Regions from separate parts of the Zea mays genome. Here region 1 is linked to region 2. The links are chromatin contacts, called in public Hi-C maps. All regions are on one chromosome and are shown on one strand. Each heading gives the region's core, a stretch centred on a gene start, on an enhancer-like site or on the middle of the called end of the contact. The rest is flanking DNA. Distances are from core to core; before and after follow the strand shown. Region 1 holds the start of LOC100279573. Region 2 holds the start of LOC100277826 (Tubulin binding cofactor C domain-containing protein).

What was found. A called contact is a pair of places that touch in the nucleus more often than the background predicts.
Region 1: a contact with region 2 is called in a Hi-C map of leaf, with 5 times the contacts expected there. The contact joins the promoter of LOC100279573 here to the promoter of LOC100277826 in region 2. A contact is called at or near these places in 2 of 25 Hi-C or Micro-C datasets (leaf and tassel).

The regions. Positions count from the first base shown.
Region 1 is chr5:126,320,977-126,328,197 of Zm-B73-REFERENCE-NAM-5.0, forward strand. LOC100279573 reads left to right here and starts at 5,879. Exons shown (of 20, transcript NM_001155598.2): 1 at 5,879-5,994; 2 at 6,257-6,334; 3 at 6,453-6,515; 4 at 6,602-6,643; 5 at 6,986-7,051; 6 at 7,150-7,215. The coding sequence starts at 6,284.
Region 2 is chr5:125,776,175-125,782,812 of Zm-B73-REFERENCE-NAM-5.0, forward strand. It overlaps LOC100277826 (Tubulin binding cofactor C domain-containing protein), which reads left to right and starts at 5,068. Exons shown (of 9, transcript NM_001412165.1): 1 at 5,068-5,661. The coding sequence starts at 5,143.

The sequences.
Region 1 (7,221 bases), core at 4,629-7,128, 550 kb after region 2:
CAGCCCGAGGTTGACCTCGGGCAAGACGGAACAATGTCTCCCGTTCGAGGTTGGTCTCGGGTGAGATGGAACTGCATCTTCCGTCCGAGGTTGACCTCGAGCGAGACGAAACTGTGTCTTCAGCCCGAGGTTGGCCTTGGGCGAGACGGAACTACGTTTCTGTGCTTGTAAGGTTCCGAGGGATATCTATCTCCCACAACGGGCGAGCCGGACGGAAAAGGAGGATGCATGAATCACATGCATTTTAAGGAGCAGATAGAGATATGTTAAAAACAAAGATCCTATTTTTATTATCCGTATCTGAAACCGAGAAGTAGGAGAGAGAAATAATCTTGTAGAAACTCATTGTTGACACCTTTTTCGGGTGCCAAACACTGCGTGAGAACCGGTGGCGGTGCCCTCTGCAGAGGCGCGGACGGTCCGCGACCTGGTACAGGGGCTGGCGTTCCCTGCCTGACGGCCGGACGGTCCGCGCGTGCGCAGGGGCGGCGAAGGTCACCGGCGGCGCCTGGATCTCGCTCCCGGGAGGGACCCCGTCGGGGAGGAGAGATCCTAGGGGTTGTCTAGGCTCAGGTCGGTTGACCTAGACTCCTCTAATCGGCGTAGAGTCGAAGAGAGGCGAAGAATTTGGGGATCGAGAGGCTAAACTAGAACTAGACTAGAACTACTCCTAATTGTGCTGGAAATAAATGCGAAATAGAAGTGGTATTGATTCGATTGTTGGGGGGTTTAATCGGCCGTAGCCCTTCATCTATATAAAGGGGGAGGTCTGGATCCGCTTCGAACTGATTTCCGAGTCAATCCCACGGTTTTAGGTAACAAATCCCGCAAGAAACTAGGAACCCTAACTGACTCTGCGCACGCGCGGACCGTCCGCGCCACCACCGCGGACAGTCCAGACCGCGGACCGTCCGGCCTTAAGGTCGCACCGTCCGCGCGGCTCCTTTTGACTTCCAACATATGCCCCCCTGCCTTTTGGTGAAGGTTGACGAACCAAAAGCATATGAACTAAACATGATGTAAGTCATCGGCTTTTCAAAATAGAGATCATCCAATAAAGCACCAATGTATAAAGGCCGTTTTGGATTGTATCTTTCTCGGCCATGACCATTTGATCACTGGATCAAAATGAATAGAATGGAGGTGCCCCCCAGCCTGGATAGACAAAGGGACTATACATGTACCATGGATTCATCGTTGTGCCATTCCACATTTGAGTAGGACAATATACCGACGATGAATAAACGGGTGGAAAGTACCCTGGTCTCATAGGGTAAACAGGCGATGCTTGTCGCGTCGCCTTTTGGGCCGTTTTGTTCGACCATTTCGATTTAGCAGGTGACCGGGGTTTCTTCGTTGACCGATCACGTGGAATAGTCTTTTTGCTAGCATTTTTGGAGAGCAACTGATCAAAAGTAGGGTCGGCTTTGATCAGCTAACTATATGTGCTTTGCCCTTGCATCTTTTTCCTTGCCTCGTGTAAAGGCTGATGCCTTTGGTCATAGGTGGACTGTCCGGCTGAGTTAGCCGGACCGTTTGTCTGAGCACCGGACCGTCCGCACGTAGGTGCAGGACCATCTGCGATGCTCGGGCCAGGCTGATGTGTTTGGTTCATTAATTGTGCCTGCCCCCCGGCGTCTTCGGACTTTTTAGCCTTCTCGTCCGAAGCCTTTTGAGCAATCTCCTTTTGTGATATGATTGACATGCGAGGATTGTTAATGACGATGCCCTTGCCTTTGCCTTTATCGGCCATTTCAGTCCGAACCAAGACATTTTTGCATGCGAGTTCTATTGTATTAACAGGAAAAGGTTGTGTGTCTACTTGCATCTCCTGAAAAGCCAATCGACCCTCATTTATGGCCGATTGTATTTGTCGACGAAAAACATTACAATTATTGGTGGCATGAGAAAAAGAATTATGCCACTTACAATAAGCACACCTTTTTAATTCATCAGGAGCAGGAATAGTATGAGTTAATTTAATGTTGCCATTTTTTAGTAACTCGTCAAATATTTTATCGCATTTGGCAACATTAAAAGTAAACTTAACTTCTTCTTGTCGATTCTTTCGAATCGACTGTAAAGCAGAACATGCGGAAGGTTTAGCCTGTCCTGGCCAAACCAGTTCGGCGGTGTATACATCCGTGGATTCATCGTCTGAATTATCGTATCCCACTAGATGCATCTTATGGCTAGCCGATTTTGATGTTTCCTTACTTCGGCTTTCACATGTCATACCCCGCTGGTGCAAGTGCACTAGCGAAAAGAATGGGGTGCCATCTAATTTTTCTTTTAAGTAGGGTCGCAACCCATTGAAAGCCAGCCCTGTTAGTTGTTTTTCTGCGACATGAATCTGAAAGCATCGGTTTCTAGTGTCCCGGAACCTTTGGATATAGTCATTAACCGATTCTTCAGGCCCCTGTCGGACTGAAGCTAAGTCAGCCAATTCTAATTCATGTTCTCCTGAGAAGAAGTGTTCATGAAATTTCTGCCCTAATTCTTCCCAAGAGTTAATAGAGTTTGGTGGCAAAGCTGCGTACCATGCAAATGCAGTATCGGTAAGGGACAACAAGAATAAACGAACGCGGTAGGCTTCCCCATCAGCCAATTCTCCCAAGTGTGCTATGAATTGGCTAATATGTTCGTGTGTGCTTTTCCCACCTTCACCAGAAAATTTAGAGAAGTCTGGTATTCTAGTTCCCTGTGGATACAGCACGGTGTCGAATCGGTGGCTATAAGGCTTCTGATACGATTGCCCTGTACCTGACACACTAACACCGAGTTTGTCCCTGAACATCCCGGCTACCTCGTCTCTGATCCTCTCCGCCATGTCTGGCGACCATCCATTGAGTTTGTGGGTGGAAATCTCAGGTTGCCTGACATCACTCTGTCGACTTTCCTCCCAGGGATGTTTGATGTGTGTGTTAGGTGTCCTATTAATGTCACCAGCTCCTGCCCTATACCTCTCAGGCTCTCTTGTGGCCGAACAGTATTCAGCCCTATGTCCATGAGGTGGTATGGTATGATTATAATGTGTTGCTGGTGGGGCACCATAATGTTGTTGCGATGAATGTGGAAATTGTGCGTACTGCGCAGCTCTCGGCTCTGCGTACGCATATCCAGACGGTCCGGCGTAAAAGGCCGGATGGTCCGTGACCTGGCCAAATGGTCCGAAGGTATATCCAGATTGTCCAGCCGTATATGGTGCTACCTGGGTAGTCTCGTACCCAGACCGTCTGTCGTAAAGAACTCGACGGTCCGTGATCGGGCCGAATGGTCCAAGGCTGTACCCGGACGGATCGGTCATATATGGCGCGACTTGGGCAGTCTGCGCGTGGACTCGTGTAGAGTCGGATGGTCCGGTAATACGTTGGCCGGTTCATGCCATATCCGGACGGTCCGACGTAAGATAGCGGACGGTCCGCAACATATCCAGACGGTCCGGTGTGATGCACCGGACGGTCCGTGATGGGGCCGAATTGTTCGGGGTTGTACCCTGATGGTCCGGCCATGTATGGTGCGACCTGGGCGGTTTGTGTGCGGGCCTGCATCTGGTCGGACGGTCCGGCGAAATACGCCGGACGGTCCACGGTATAACTAGACTGTCTGAGATGATGCTCGAACGGTCCGGCCGCGTCCAGTACTTGTCGCGTGCCTAGTGGTTGTGGCTGTGATGGTGGCACGAAAGTGTGCATCGGCATACCATATGATGGCTGGGTCAAGGGTGACCCATTTATAGCCGATGTGTTTGACGCGGGTGGCTCTGTATTAGACTCTTGCGATGGAAAGATAGGAGCAGCTGATTTCTCGTATGAACGTAGATGCATTTTAATAGATTCATCTACATATTGCTTTAACTGATCTCCTCGTTGATCCATGAAAGTCGTAAGAGATAGATCTGGAGTACTTACAGCGGGACCCTGAAGTGGAGGTAGGAGAGATTCCATATCGATCTCCCCTTGACGGATGATCTTCTGGTGGCGATCCACTGTGAAGTGTGACAAATACTTTTCTGCCGCCTCCTTGCGCCGTTCAGAGAGTTTATGCAGCAGTTCCGCCTCTTCCTTGTCGCGTTGTTCGTTCCATTGCCGCATCACCTCCTTCTCATCGCGCATTACGAGGTCTTCAAAGGGTCTTTGGTCATCAGCCGGGAGCGCCTCCATGGCTGGCTTGATGATGTTGGTGGTGGAGATCTTGGTGTGATCCTTCGAACCGGCCATCTATGGGCCGATTTTTAGCAGGTCTAGACACCTATTCCCTAGCGGAGTCGCCAAAAGTATGTTGACATCTTTTTCGGGCGCCAAACACTGCGTGAGAATCGGTGGCGGTGCCTTCTGCAGAGGCGCGGACGGTCCGCGACCAGGGGCTGGACGGTCCGCGACCTGGTACAGGGGCTGGCGTTCCCTGCCTGATGGCCGGACGGTCCGCGCCTGCGCAGGGGCGGCGAAGGTCGCCGGCGGCGCCTGGATCTCACTCCTGGGAGGGACCCCGTCGGGGAGGAGAGATCCTAGGGGTTGTCTAGCCTCGGGCCGGCCGACCTAGACTCCTCTAATCGGCGTAGAGTCGAAGAGAGGCGAAGAATTTGGGGATCGAGAGGCTAAACTAGAACTAGACTAGAATTACTCATAATTGTGCTGGAAATAAATGCGAAATAGAAGTGGTATTGATTCGATTGTTAGGGGGTTCAATCGGCCGTAGCCCTTCATCTATATAAGGGGGAGGTCTGGATCCGCTTTGAATTGATTTCCGAGTCAATCCCATGGTTTTAGGTAACAAATTTCACGAGAAATTAGGAACCCTAACTGACTCTGCGCACGCGCGGACCGTCCGCGCCATCACCGCGGACAGTCTGGACCGCGGACCGTTCGGCCTCAGGTTCGGACCGTCCGCGCCGGTCGTTTTGACTTCCAACACTCATGCTATAAAGAAGTAAAGAAAAACACTAATTATTTTGGGTATTGTCTCCTGCACATTATTTTGGGTATTGTCCGCGCCTGCACGAAACGCTGACGCTGCAAGGAACGCGCGGAGGGGACGGGGAGAGCCGGAGAGGCACGAAGAAAACTCATAGAGATAGAGACGTAATCTTCAACGATCAGGATTTCATTCTTTTTTCCATGAAAAGTGTGAAGCCGTCTCACTTTCTAGGTGGCAAAGTGTGACCTAGCTACCAAATTCAAATCATTCACCTACAGATTATTCGATCAACCTTTCTAAACAACCAGGATCATGTGTTTGCTCACGAGAGCCAAAAACCGATGCCCCTTTTCTTTCTTGTGGAATCGAAATATGGAAGAGGTACGCGTTGCATCAGATTTTGTTTTTAATTTGCAGTTGTGTGTTCAGTGTTCTATTCTTCATTTTACATATTATTAATTTGTGACTACAGCCCTGAAGCGCCTTTCCATCCATGTATAAAATCCCATATTACGGAGGACTGAAAGGGGTGACATTCATATATATATATATATATATGGCTGGAGCTTAAAAGTCCAATCTGTGTTCTTTTCTACCTCTTTCGGTCTCCGCTGAGACTTGAAACAGCCTTTCATGGATGTACTGAAGAGAAAAAGAACCTTTTGTACCATAAGATAGTAGAACAGAATTGGTGTCTCAGGTATCTTTGCCCCACCGTCTCCAGTATCTCAAAAATCCAACGCATAACTCACAAAAATGACCATAATATGGTTTGAACCGTTTGTTTACAAATTTGGATATGCCATTTCGATTTCAGATTTCTTCAAAGTTCTGAGTCTCCAAATTGGCAAAAAGTTGAAGTTAATGGGGGCCATGTGCATGTGTCCGGGTCCGGCATCTGGAAATGGAATGGTACTCCAATATATATTCGGCTCGCCCCTCACCAACCGGTGGAGGACGACGACCGGTCCCATTCCCCCCGCCCCAACTTGTCAGGACTCAAGAGGCTCCCCTCCTCCCTCGCCGCGGAACACGCGCGCCGTCGTCGCCAGCCCGGGTTCATTTCTCCGTTCCTTGGTAAGCAAGTCTAGGCCTAATGTTCGTTTTATTCGCTGGGATTGGGATCTCTTCCCCATCGCGAGCCCTCGAATCCAGCCTCATCTTCGTCTCCGATCTGCCCCCCGCTCAGCCGCGGATTCTTTCGCTGCGTGGTGGGACGGAGCCGAGTAGTAATTATCCGTTTGCTTCCCCTAATTTCTTCTCTGGGGTCTCGGTCAAATTCGGCTGCGGCGGTGACCTGATGGGATCCTCTATTTGTTTGGTTGCTGTGTCTGTGCAGGTGCGGTGGTAGCCGAGCGCTCCGGCCATGGCGTTCTATCGGGGCCTCACCGCAGTCTCGAGACTGCGATCACGCATGGTGAGTGGTCCGTGTAGCGGTGGCGCTTTGTCTTCGTGTCTGTGTGTATGTATGCTGCTTCACCGGTTGTGGGGGTTGTCGTGCTGATATTTTTTCCCCGTGCTGCTCGTGTTGCCAGGCGCAGGAGGCCACCACGCTGGGGGGTGTGAGGTGGCTGCAGATGCAGAGCGCGTCCGATCTCGTAAGACAGTTCGTCTTCCTGTTATGCCTTGTGGTAGAGTTTTGTGTACTCTGGATAGCATGCTGATTGTGTTTCTGCAAATGCAGGATCTTAAGTCCCAGTTGCAGGAATTGATTCCGGAACAACAGGTTTGCTGCGCGTAGACTATCTGTAAATCTTGTAAAGTCGAAAAGTTCTTGGGGGGTATCTGATGCCTTTATCTTCTGTTCTTTTAGCCAATAGCAGCTAATAGAGAATGGTGTCATGTGTCAATCCCTTTTCCTTTAGCTCATTATTTCTGTGTTCAATACATTTTCACCTCAAATGCATGCAGGAACATGTCTGCACGACTTTAGTTTTGCACCTAGCTGTAGTTGGCAAATTTAGAATAATAAAAGTTTATTATGAAAATCTACTTTGTACTTTGTTTATCTACCCACCTGTCTTCATCTGGCCTTGCTGTTCTCATATGTTAGTCTGTTTTGTTACAGGATCGCTTAAAGAAGCTCAAGTCAGAGCATGGAAAGACCCAGCTTGGAAACATAACTGTGGATATGGTATGATATATTGCTTATCAATTGTCTATGGATAGTTTTGTTGCTTTTATAGCATATACTAACTTATCCTGGGAAATTCCTGAATGATGTTCCTCCAGGTCCTTGGTGGAATGAGAGGGATGACTGGAATGCTTTGGGAAACATCCCTACTTGATCCAGAGGAGGTAATC
Region 2 (6,638 bases), core at 3,818-6,317:
AACACAAGAACACATATCATCATACAAAACTCACACAACAATAACCACACTCACCGCTAGGCGGCAGCTCCGTCTGAACATCGAACATGCCAACATCTTCAACCAGGTAGTCGTCCATAGACAACTCTTGGTCGGCCTCTCCAGTCTCGGCCCCCTTCACCCCTGCCACCTCGTCAGCCTGCGATGGTGAGGGCACCCTCCTAGCTGCCGTCGTAGGCATGACGAAGGGGTATGGCAGCAGCCGCAGCAGGGCCCTTCACGGTGGGACGTGGCGCCTTCGTGTCTCCTTCTATGAAGACTCTTGACTATCCTTTTCCATTACTGTTGTTACAACGGCACTAATGTTTCTTCCGTAAGGAAAGATTTTAAAGTCGTGAGCCAAACGGGACGTAAGTAATCTTCGCCGGAGGCCCGGGGGATAGGGTCTTTTTTTATGCCACTCACCCTCGATCACCTTCAGCATTCGCGAAGATGATTTCCGGAGGTGGGCAAAGTCATGACCTCCCCAGGCCTAGCACACGTCTCCACCAACTCCTCAACAAAACCCATTGAGGCTCTCGAACCCCCCAATGCCTTCATCGTACCTTTCACCTCAATTTTTCTTTTTCTGGTAGTCGCAACTACAACATTCCCTTTCGAGCAGCCTTCGTCTGCTCGGACCGTCACCTTCTTCTTTCCTCGTTCATCCCCGGCGTCGGTAGAACCCTCCTCAGGATATGGGTCATATCGAAGGCCATTCAATTCAAAACACGGTTCAGCATAACATTCGAACCCCGTATATCCCAACTCCTCGTCAGCTCCATCTTTGCTGAGTACTTTCCAATAATTTTCACTGCCTCCGCTTCCACCTCCCTAACGAAGGCGGCCGCATCCCGCCCTCGCAACTTAATGGCGAAGGCGGGGCTCAGCACCATCCGATTATTCAAGAAGGGCATCGGGCGCAGCTTAACTGCACCTAGATCCTAGCCATGAGCGAGTGGTCATACCCCGCACGTAATAAACTCTTCGGTGTGCGCCCTAGCTTATCCTAGCTGCATGCCAAAGGGCGTCTTCACCCTTATCTCCCTTCTTCAGCCTAAACCATGGGAAACACGATATAACAATGCGAGCACAGAATAGATGGAGGCAGCCCAGGAACCCCTTCGATGTCCTCCAACGCCATGTAGAACCAAAAATCCCACCAATTACCCCACTTATTCTTGGTGCACGACACAATTTCCACTACTTCACCTAGAGTGTTTCCAGTCCTCGGTGTGAAGGTGCAAATTTCAAACTGCGCAACCTTGCCACCAATCACCTTTTTTGCTAATGGAGACAATAATTCTTGGCGAAGACCTCGACCAAAGGCTCCCCGTCGTACGAAGTCACTGCCCACACAAACTTCACCAGGGCCACCATGGCGTTCAGCATTAGCTGATGAATCTAAACCTCGAACCGTCGTAGCACTTCAACTATGAACTGGTGCGCGGGCAAACAAAGTCAGGCAGTGAATAACGCTTCGAAAACAACAAATTCCCCCAGCTCTAGGACCTCTTCGGCCCCTGGAGCGCGCACCACACCATTTCCAAAATAATCCAAACACTGCATTTCTTGCACGCGGCCCGAGTAAATCCTTGACCTTCCAACATTATGACTCGGTAGCAACTCTGCTGCCACCGTCGAATCGCTAACTGTCTTCTCCGACGATGGCACGTTTATGACACAATCGCGGAAGCCGGTGACGAAGAAGAAGACGACGATATAATGTACCATCTGCGACGACGGGCGGTCTACTTCACACGGGCTAGTTCACGGGCGACGAGAAAAGAAGGAGATGCGCAACAGGTGCTAAGGCAAAGAAACCTAGCTTTTCTGTAAACCAGTGGGTAAAAGTTTCTCCACCGCGGACGCAACGACTTTTATGGACTCGAAAAGGCGCCTCGGGAAACCAACATTCTCATAGTAAAACGTCACCTGTCAACGGTCACATTTCAAAAAACCCCGTGGGGACCACTTCAACCTTACGAGGGTGACGTTTCGACTACCTCCCGAAAAAGACTTAGGGACCAACTCACCAAGTTGAATTAGCCCCTCGGGGGGCTAGTGTTGGAGCGAAGGCCGTCTGCCCCCCTCGTTCAGGCTGCTTTAATATAAATTGAACAGTTTCCATTACAGACACATGAGGTGAAGGGTACTTTAACCTGTACATAAGGCAAGGCCTCGATCAGAGAACTAACGAAGGCTTGGAGGCGAAGGGACATGTCCCTTAAAGAGGAGGCTCCTCAAGACTTAACTTGCCATCACCACTCGCTTGGGTGGCTCTGAGTACAAGTCTTGGCAAAGATCGAAGACATGTTGCCCCAGAGCGAAGAGTGTCGCGTCCCAGGGAAGACCGCATGGTCTGTGGGATGGGCCCATGCGACGCCTCGCTGGCCACTCGGGCCCATTTTGTAAGCCCCATCTTGAGTAGGGTTTGTGGTGTATTTAATTAGGTTGTACTTAACCTCGCTATAATGACTTGTAATGACCCCCTAGGAGGGAATATTCCGGGGTGACAACAAGTAACCGGGTGCATAATCGTACTTCGAAGGGCATGCCGACCCACCTGGTTACCTATAAATACCCCTGCATTGTACATTGATGGGACACGCTTAACAAGACACTGCCGCTCCCTGCCCATTATTTTGTTGAGCACCTGAGCATTCCCACTTCCCGTTGTCTAGGCCTACTCGACGACGTGTCAGACGGTTCCAACACCATCTACCAACCAAAAAGTATTTTCATTGTCTATTTTCAATAACACGCTCAATGGAAGGTTTTTTCGGACCTATGGCACAAGCCTCCCCTTGCTTTGGATAATTCACATTTTGAGCCCATTATAGAAAACAAACTAATCCCGCGAGGGGCTACTGTTGGGGCGAGTCTTGGTTGAAGGTTCTCATGTTAACGTTATCGAGTGTTTAAGTCTATTTCAGGGGATCAGAGGATATGTGCTTCGACAACTTTGCTTCGACAACTTTGCTTCGACAACTTTGCTTCGACAAACTGGACAAGGAGGGGAGGATTTGGCAATATAAGTGATGAGAAGCTTCGTCACACTATATGATTCATTAGACGAACAAAGCATAAGCTAGTCACGCGCGCACTACATAGACGAGGGAGTCTAGAGATGTTTATGGCACGACTCCAAATGAAAAAGACGAAAATACCTCTTATGCACCCTATAGACTTTGTAAACAGAAATCGTGTTATAAATGTAATTTTATATGAAGGTGTACATGAACAGGTCCCTATAAGTAGGTCTAAAGTGCCCGCATTTAAGGGGATGCTCGTCTCGGTCTGTGAGCTCTGATTCTGAAGCTCCCATTTTGTAACATCATTCGTGTGGTCAAGCAACGACATGAAGGTAACCCCATAAAGAGACGACACATACTAATAAAAGAGAACATTCCATCATTGTTCATTGTGTTCATTTTCCTTAATAACCTTCTCCCCTTACCTTGTCATATTTGATATGGTAAAGGGAAAGATATACAGTCTGATTATGTTGCCTTGTTATATACCCAAGCATGTATTTTAGTAGGTGATAAAAAACACCAAATTAATCTAAAGTCCATCTCTTATTCAATATGCCATTTTCACTGTCTAAGCTGTATTTCTATATTGGATAAAATTTAATTTCTTGATCCTATGATCAAACAATTAGCAAACTAGTTATTTTATTGGGTTATGATGATAATCAAACACCAAAACTAATATAGGAATGGCTTAACGCCCATTTTCCTTTCAAGCACACTAAGGACGCCCATTTTCCTTTCAAGCACACTAAGGACGCCACACGCTCTCTCTAGCCGAATCTCGCCTTAGCGGCACTCTTCGATTGGGTCCTCCTTGTTGCCTTCTGAGCAGCAGTGCATGCGAGCGCACAATGGTTCTCTACACAACGACACGGTGATTCGCACCGTGCACAAGACGTTCAAGGACTGCGTTCGTGTGCGTGGCCTCTGCGACAACTTTCATGTTGCATTCCTTACTATTGCCTTCGCTCCAGTGACGCACACGACAACCATCACCTAAAGGCGAAGAGCGATATGGAGCTTGATCAAAAGGCTGCTGGAATGGGTTGACCATCGATGGACTGTTGACGATGGTACGCACGAACAGAAGGACGTTTCCGATGCAGAAGTAAAACTATTAGAGTTGGTCTAAGAGGGTGTTTGGTTTTCTTGACTAAAGTTTAGTTTATGGACCTATTTATTTGGGATTATAATCTGTCCAGGTGATATATTCTAACTTATTTTGAACTACCGTTTAACTCGGAATAAATTAGATTATATAATCTAAGCAGATTACAATCTTAAACAAACAGGTTATATATCACATCAGATGTTTGTATGTCAATTACAAGTTTTAAATATAATCTAATTACAAAACTAATTATACATATGAAGATTAAACACTAAGACAAATTTATTAAACCTAATTAATTATGATTAGCAAATATATACGGTAGCATCACACGCCGAATCATTTATTAGTTAGACTTAGGTCTTATTTAAATGTATTCGAACTAATAGTTAGCAGATAAAATTAGTTGAAGACATCTATGGGGGTGTTTGAATGCAATAGAGATAATAGTTAGTGACTAAAATTAGTTGAAACATCCAAACACCCTAGCTAATAGTTAAGCTATTATCTATTTTTAGTAAATTAGTTAATAGTTAGGTAGTTATTTGTTAGCTAGCTAATTCCACTAATAATTTTTAGTCAACTAACTATTAGTTATAGTGCATTCAAACACTCCATACAGCCCAACTAATAATTTAAATATTAGTTGTTTTTAGCTAGAGACATCCAAACTCCACCAGCTAATTATCAGATGCACTCTCAACTACTCATTAATTTATTAGCCCGTTCAACCTATCTAAAATCATCTAATAGTTAGACTGCTATTTGTTAGCTACGTAATTGTGATTTTTTTAACATGAAAATCCTGCTAATCCCGTCTAGGAGCCAAATCAGATTAGAAATCCCCAAACTACCCTTTAAAAAAATGGAAAAAAAGCCCCCCCGTCGAGTCACTTCCTCCGATCCTCGCCATTCCGACGCCGCACTCGCAGATCTTCCCTTCGTCCTCCACGCCCCACCCCTCGCGTCGCCGCTATGGCCGACGAGGCCCTGGACCAGCCGCCAGACGCGGCCCCGTCTCCGTCTCTGGCCCCAGCGACGCCGCCGGCCCCCGCCACCTCGTCCCCCGCGGCGCTGCTCCGCCCGCGTCGGGAGGCGTTCGAGCATGGGCTCCTGCCCATCCCCAAGCTCATCTTCCCGGAGGGCATGCTAGCGCAGACCCTCGCCCAGCTCAAGGAGAAGCTCGCCGCCTCAGTCCCCGACGGGCGCGTGCGCGCTGCGGCCCTGGCTGAGGCGCTGCAGATCCCGCAGGAGCAGGCGGCGCTCGCCCTCGGCACGCTCGCGGCGGTGCTCCCGGCCGAGGACCCCGTGCTTGGGGACGGCGCCATGGATGGTGCTGCCGCCGACATCCGCGACGTGCTGCTCTTCCTCTATATCCAGTCTTACAAGCGCCTCGTTCCGCGGAGCGCGCACAAGGACTCGCCCGCCGTGGCGGACGTCTGGCCGTCCACCTCCGCGTTCGATGGGTACCTCTCCGCGCTCTCCCCGATCCAGGTCAGGATTAACACATCTCGTTCGTGTGATCGTTTTTTTAAAAGATTGTGATGCGAGCGCTAGTAGTCGATGCAGAACATAATGTGTTCCACGTTCATTTGAATTAGATGCGACATCTCCGTGGGACGGTGGCACGGTGCACTGTGCCCCCTGTACCCGGCAACAACCAAACCTTGAATATGGTTCATTGACCAGTGAAATTGTGCTATACTGGAGGCCTGCCTGTTGGTATTCTCGATGGCACACACCCATGGCACACCTCACCATAGGAACCTAGCACTGTCAAAATGCTGTTTTTGACATCTTCGACAAGTGATGTCAGACCCATCAAAGAGACTATTGCCACCCTGTTATCATGTGATGCTGCTCTAGAAAAATATCCAGCCAAGGCATTTGACTGCTAAAAATGGAATTCCATAAACTCAACTCCAGCCCTTGTAGACTTCATGTTCAGCAAGAGATATCATGACTGAAGACTATAGTGGTCTATGATTGCTATACCTAGTATAGCAATTATACGGTCGCTTGGTTTCATTAAGTTGCCATATATCTGCAAATTACTTAGCATACATACATGCTGTAAGTAGATTAGAGCTTCTGATTTTGGCTGAATTTCACTTCAATAACCACTGCTTGATAATTGTATCATATTCCATGCCCTTATAGCAGTGCAATTTCCTCACTAGCAAATCTAGACTCTCTGTTTCATATAGATTTACACCTGATCATAGGATTTAAATAGCTGCAAGTGAATTCCCCATGAAACAAACAGTGTCACTCAGACTACACTGCACAGATCATCTTATGGTCTGAAGTATGCCTGGTTCTCTGTTTTGAATGGTGAATATAAGAACTGATAATTTCTTAAATCCATATGTCCACAACATTTAAATTTGTATGCTAATTGTAAATAGTACCCACTGTGCACTAACTCCCATAGGTTCCTTGCCTGCAGAGTGTTTGATCTTTTTTTTTTG